Regions from separate parts of the Triticum aestivum genome. Here region 1 is linked to region 2. A link is a contact called in public Hi-C data. All regions are on one chromosome and are shown on one strand. The core of a region is the stretch at or near the end of the contact, and the rest is flanking DNA. Distances in the headings are between cores, read along the strand shown.

Region 1 (3,760 bases), core at 1,112-3,611, 98 kb after region 2:
AGGGCCCTTGGGAGGAAGGAGGGGATGCGGACAATGTGTGGATGAAAATGGCGACTTGCATTCGTAAGGTGGCCTCGGAGGAGTTTGAAGTGTCCAGGGGAAGGAGAAGCGAAGATAAGGATACCTGGTGGTGGAATGATGATGTCCAGAAGGCGCTTAAAGAGAAGAAAGATTGCTTCAGACGCCTATACCTGGATAGGAGTGCAGACAACATAGAGAAGTACAAGATGGCGAAGAAGGCCGCAAAGCGAGCTGTTGGTGAAGCAAGGGGTCGGGCATATGAGGACCTCTACCAACGGTTAGGCACGAAGGAAGGTGAAAAAGGGACATCTATAAGATGGCTAAGATCCGGGAGAGGAAGACGAGGGATATTGGCCAAGTCAAATGCATCAAGGACGGAGCAGGCCAACTCTTGGTGAAGGACGAAGAGATTAAGTATAAATGGTGGAAGTACTTCGACAAGCTGTTCAATGGGGAGAATGAGAGTTCTACCATTGAATTGAATGACTCCTTTGATGAGACCAGCATGCATTTTGTGCGGCGCATCCAGGAGTCTGAGGTGAAGGAGGCTTTAAAAAGAATGAAAGGAGGCAAGGCGATGGGCCCTAATTGTATCCTCATTGAGGTGTGGAAAGGTCTCGGGGACATAGCGATAGTATGGCTAACCAAGCTTCTCAACCTCATTTTTCGGGCAAACAAGATGTCAAAAGAATGGAGACGGAGTATATTAATACCAATCTTCAAGAACAAGGGGGATGTTCAGAGTTGTACTAATTACCGTGGAATTAAGCCGATGAGCCATACAATGAAGCTATGGGAGAGAGTCATTGAGCATCGCTTAAGAAGAATGACAAGCGTGACCAAAAATCAGTTTGGTTTCATGCCTGGGAGGTCGACCATGGAAGCCAATTTCTTGGTACGACAACTTATGGAGAGATATAGGGAGCATAAGAAGGACTTGCATATGGTGTTCATTGACTTGGAGAAGGCCTATGATAAGATACCGCAAAATGTCATGTGGTGGGCCTTGGAGAAACACAAAGTCCCAGCAAAGTACATTACCCTCATCAAGGACATGTACAATAATGTTGTGACAAGTGTTCGAACAAGTGATGTCGACACCGATGACTTCCCGATTAAGATAGGACTGCATCAGGGGTCAGCTTTGAGCCCTTATCTTTTTGCATTGGTGATAGATGAGGTCACAAGGGGTATACAAGGAGATATCCCATGGTGTATGCTCTTTGCGGATGATGTGGTGCTAGTTGACGATAGTCGGACGGGGGTAAATAGAAAGTTAGAGTTATGGAGACAAACCTTGGAATCGAAAGGGTTTAGGCTTAGTAGAACTAAAACCGAGTACATGATGTGCGGTTTCAGTACTACTAGCTGTGAGGAGGAGGAGGTTAGCCTTGATGGCCAGGTGGTACCTCGGAAGGACACCTTTCGGTATTTAGGGTCAATATTGCAGAAGGATGGGGGTATTGATGAAGATGTGAACCATCGAATCAAAGCCGGATGGATGAAGTGGCGCCAAGCTTCTGGCATTCTCTGTGACAAGAGAGTGCCACAAAAGCTAAAAGGCAAGTTCTACAGGACGGCGGTTCGACCCGCAATGTTGTATGGCACGGAGTGTTGGCCGACTAAAAGGCGACATGTTCAACAGTTAGGTGTGGCGGAGATGCGTATGTTGAGATGGATGTGTGGCCACACGAGAAAGGATCGAGTCCGGAATGATGATATACGAGATAGAGTTGGGGTAGCACCAATTGAGGAGAAGCTTGTCCAACATCGTTTGAGATGGTTTGGGTATATTCAGCGCAGGCCTCCAGAAGCTTCAGTGCATAGCGGACGGCTAAAGCGTGCGGAGAATGTCAAGAGAGGGCGGGGTCGACCGATTTTGATATGGGAGGAGTCCGTTAAGAGAGACCTGAAGGATTGAAGTATCGACAAAGAGCTAGCTATGGCAGGGGTGCGTGGAAGCTTGCTATCCATGTGCCAAAGCCATAAGTTGGTTGCGAGATCTTATGAGTTTCACCTCTAGCCTACCCCAACTTGTTTGGGACTAAAGGCTTTGTTGTTGTTGTTGTTGTTGGCACTGACTGACATGCGGAGGAGCATCGCGTCCGTCCGTCGCCATCCCGCTGCATCCGGTAACCACCGCCGATCAACGTCGGGCGGGCCGTGGCGAGACAAGTCCACACGGTTACGATCTCCCCATCATTTCACCCCACCTCACCCCAAAGCGTCCATGGCAATCAATCGATAGGTTGTTGGTTCGGGGGCGGGTGAAAAGAGAGACAGGAATACTTTGCTTCCCCTCCGCTGGGGCAAACCCGAACGAAAAGGGTCTTCGTCAGCCGAGGAGAGAGGTTAAAAAAAGGTTAGGGAGGGGAGGCCGGCGGAGCGCGAGGGGCGACGCGGTGTGGCGCCGGGGACGGATGCTGTGGGTCACGGTTATAAAAAGTAACGGGGCGCGTCGCGGGTAGAAAGCCAGGGGAGGGTGCGGTGGGAGGCAGGCCGCGGCTCATTATCTCTCCCTTCTTTCCTCCCTCGCAACATTCCCCGCCGCCGCCCGCCGCCGCCACGGCGACACAATCACCGGCGCTGCGCCGCCCCACCGGCCTCCTCCTTTGCGCCGCGCCGCGCGGGGCTGGGCTGAGGTGGGCCGCGCCGACACGCTGCCGCTGCAGCGGCACGTGGGGAGCCACCACCACCACCACCACCCTATGCTCCTTTGCCCGCCTGGTAAGGTATGGCATCGATTCCGCTCCATTGCCCCCCGCCTTTCTCGCGTCGCGCTCCGTCTCCCTCCCTCCCCGCTTTGCTTGCTCCAGGCGATTTGCCCCGGATCTGTGTCCCAGGCGCCGGATCTGAGCGGCCACCGGGCATTCGCTCCAATGCGAATCCATGTATAGGTTTGTGCCTCGCGGTGCCGCGGTAGCTTGTTTTCAGGATTATACTGGGGTGCTTTTTTGTTTGGATTTTTCGTCCTTCCTTTTGTTGTCTGATTTAGATTTTTCTGTTTGCGCGGAAAGGTTCCTTTTTTCTCGTTAAAAGGCGCCTTTTTTCTTCCTATAGATGAGAAAAATCTATGTGTTTTTGTGCCTGCAATGTAAATTGTGATTGAGGTGGCAATACAGAAGTTTGAGAGAGAAGCTCAGAAAAATAAGGTAGCAATGCAGGCGTCTTCCCATTGGTTCCAACCCGAGGCGATATTTTGAATTCGGAGATGTTTCTATATGTATGGATTTTGCTACGATAAAACCGTTTGAGCCAGTAATGAGATAGCAACATTGTTTTCCAACTTCCATGTTTCAAGCAGTGGTATAGCTTGATCACCATGCCAATTGAGATGCCGGCTCGTTATTGCGATTGATGAATAGCATCATTGATATCGATATGGTTTGCAATGTCCAGCTCCACCAATATTATAGACTTCTACCCTGATATTAATGTATGCCTAGTATTATGTGATTTAGGTAAAAGAGTGCTATACCTGATTCTGATATTTCCCTGAGAACTATGTTTCATTTTGTGCGTTAGTGTTGGTTCTAGCAACACGTGGGCCGTAAATTACTACCCACTTAAAATGATTCAATTCAAATTTTTGCTGTGTACATACCCCCATATATCTTAGTATATTAAAATGGATGCTTTAAACTAGATTTGGAAATGTTGCTAAGTTTGTGTTGTTTTCTGATAGAGATCGTCAGTCGACTGCGTTATATATAATCCAAATGGTTCTATGCCGTATTGA
Region 2 (3,256 bases), core at 153-2,652:
TTTTCCATTTTTGTTACTCCCTCCATCCATATATAGGGCCTAATACATTTTTCAAGGTTACCTTTGACCACGAGTTAGCACAATAATACATGACATGCATGTTACACAAAAGCATACCATTGAATTTGTATGTGAAAGAAGATTCTAGTGATATATTTTTTATGTCATACATCTTATATACTAATAATTTTATTATTGGTCAAAGGCTACCTCGAAAAACTTATTAAGTGCTATATATATGGATGGAGGGGGTACTTTTGTTTGTTTCTTTTCTTTTTCTTTTTTGCTTCCACTTTTTCCTTTCTCTATTTTTTATTTTTTTTTAATTTTTAAAATTCAGGAACATTTAAAAAAATTAAATGTTTTTTTAACTTTTTTTCATTTTTTTTAACTTTTTCCAGTTTATGAACGTTTTTTAAAATCCATGGATATTTTAAAATTCATGAACATGTTTCAATGCATGAATTTTTTGAATTCACGGTCTTTTGAATTTATAAATTTATTAATTCATTAATATAGTTTTTTGAATCAATTAACATTTTAAAAATTGGTGATTTTTTCTTGACTACGTGAATATTTTTCAATTCACCAGTATTTTTTAAATTCATGAATATTTTTTAATTGGTTTTCATTTTTTTATTTAGAAAAACTGAACTCTAGAACATTTTTTGAATTCATGAATTTTTTGGGAATTAGTGAATACTTATAGAAATACGCATTTCTTTTTAAATTCATGAATAAGTTCTAAATTCGTGAACATTTTTTGATTCCTGACCATTTCTTGGAAGCCCTGGGCATTTCTGAATTTGTGAATATTTAAAAATTTCCAATATTTTAAAATTCAGGTAAAATATTAAAATTGATGAAAATTGTTTTTGAATTCACGGATTTTTTTGAATTCATGATCATATTTTGAAGTCGTAAAGAGTTTTAAATTTGGAAAAAAAATGAATTCAAGAATAAATTTTAAATTCATTACTATTTTTGAATTCTAGAATATTATTTCGAATTAGTGAAAAAATTTCGAATTATAATAAAACTGACTAAAATAGTAAAGGCGATACCAAAAAATTTCGAAAGAAAAATAAGTGCCGGCTTGCTGGGTGCCTGGAGCCCGTGTAGATGCTCTTGCGTTTGCTGTTTGCTACTCATTGCATTGCAGCGGCCATCGGCTCTCAAAATTCAGAATAGACCTTAGCTGTTAGGTGTCTTCCTTCAGACAAATGTCTTTGCCTTGGTAGAGATGTTCTTTCCAGGTCACACTCCTCACTGATGGGTGCTTCTATAATTGAATAAAAGATTTTTCATGTTAAAAGAAAAATAGCAGCGCCCAGCCGACAGTGGCAATTGTCATCAGACAATAGACCGATCTCAGCGGGTCGTCTCAGTCAAGTCGCTCGCGTACGCCGCGTGGTGAGCAGCTAGCGGCGCGGCGGGGAAAACGAAGCGCGGGCAGATACGACAGTACTGTCTCCATCCCATTCCGGCTGTGGATGGAGACGGACGATCGGGCGAGGTCAGCACAACCAGAATCTGCAGGTGCCGCCGGCGCTGCGTTCGTGTCCCGGAGCCTCCCGTGTACTCCTCGGTTCCTCTCCAGTCGATCGTGAATTACTACTACCTCCGTCCCATAATATAAAGTTTTTGACACTAGTATAGTGTTAAAACGTTTTTATATTTTGAGACAGAGGGAGTACAAGCTAGTACAACTATTACTATATGCTGGAATTTGGTCTATCTTGGATCTAGCCCAATAGCAGTTTCAAAAATTTCTAATAAATCCTAAAGGCCCACGCAGTCCATTCGTGCAAGACAAGAGGTGGAATTAAAGTTTAGTCCCGCATTGCTAGTTTAGAGGGAATTGGACCTCTTTATAAGGGAGGCTCTTTCTCCACATGTATGAGGATGAGAACAAGAGGGACATCCACGCGTGTTACTCCTCCGCCGCCCGCCTCGCCACGACGCAGGTTGCGGGAATGAGCCATGTACAAGTTAAGCAGCTATGCATTGTGGTCTTTAATTGCTAAAGTATTTAATATGCTTAGCACCTCATGTAAGCATCAATGCATTGGAAGCAGTCTAAGCGAAGGGATCGCCTTTCCTTGCGAACACTGCGTGACGGACCCTCCAAGCTCCAATGCCCCAATTGTAGCAAAGCTTGCACTGACGAAATGCAGACGGCGAGCAGCAAGGATGCGAGGCAATGGTTTTCATTTTGTTTCTTGGAAAAAGGACCAACGTGCGCCCCTGCGGATATAACCCGGCGCATAAGGACAACTCTAATGTGGATCACCAAATGAACGGCTCGAAATGCTTGTACATATGTCTAAACGTGTCCGTGAAAAATGGGCGGGATGTCCGCCATCCAACTGTAATCACCAGATGTTCGTCCGCTCCTTTTTTTCCTATGCCTGAAGCACTTAAAATAATTAAAGATAAACATCACAATTCTTCATAATTAAAGTATAAATACTTCAATGCAACAATAATTTGAATGGAAATATTACAATTCAAACACGGCTCCAGGTGAGATTTTTGTGCGTGTCTGTTTTGTCAGGTCCTGTGCGGCGAACGTCCAAATGTCCACAAACCTCGTCTTGGTTTGATGCCAATTCGTGGAGATTTGCACCGGTCCAGGTAATTTGATGACCCGCGTCCAGAAGTGTTTGGAACGTTGGTCGGATCGTTTGCGGGGGATTTAGTGATCCGCATTGAAGTTATCCTAATCAATTTGGCGTGTGCACATGGGAAGATTTGTGCCCCGCACGTGCCTGGTTAAGCACTCACCACTAGCAGTTTACTACTCTCTGCTGCAGCAGCGAACAAGCAGTGGAGGATGGCACAGGCCATGCATGTGCACACGATGCGTGACCAATTGCCCTCGAGACCCTGCGGCTGTAACCGGATCGATCTAGCAGCACGTGATTCAACAGTAATAGTACTAGAGTTTATGGATAGATCCACGCCGTAAGGCCAATTCCACCGCGCGACCCCAAACGGACGTCCGTTTTGTCCGGTTTCGGTCCGTTTGGGTAGGGTTTGGGGTCGTGTCCGGACCTGTCCTGGGATGCGGTGGCCGTGCGCCCAGCGCGCGGCCGCATCCATTTGCCCCATCCTGTCCGTGAGGGCGAAAAATGCCTAAATTTGCATCAAACTACTTCCAACCCAAATGTTTGTCTGAAAATTAAAATAGTTTTACAACCCAATTGAAATTTTCTTAATTAAAATAGTTTTACAACCAAATCGAAATTGTCTT

Evidence for each region. A called contact is a pair of places that touch in the nucleus more often than the background predicts.
Region 1: a contact with region 2 is called in a Hi-C map of leaf, with 2.8 times the contacts expected there. The contact joins the promoter of LOC123137887 here to the enhancer-like site in region 2. A contact is called at or near these places in 2 of 5 Hi-C or Micro-C datasets (leaf and root).

What each region holds. Positions count from the first base shown.
Region 1 is chr6B:540,462,384-540,466,143 of IWGSC CS RefSeq v2.1, forward strand. It overlaps LOC123137887 (cyclin-dependent kinase F-4), which reads left to right and starts at 2,362. Exons shown (of 15, transcript XM_044557747.1): 1 at 2,362-2,753.
Region 2 is chr6B:540,365,834-540,369,089 of IWGSC CS RefSeq v2.1, forward strand. No RefSeq gene overlaps it. Among protein-coding and RNA genes, the nearest start is that of LOC123137886, 40 kb to the left of the region's middle. Within about 2 kb of position 1,403, at least 1 of the 8 cell types and tissues checked has an H3K27ac peak or open chromatin away from gene starts, as enhancers often do. A contact at or near this core is called in leaf, where this site is marked.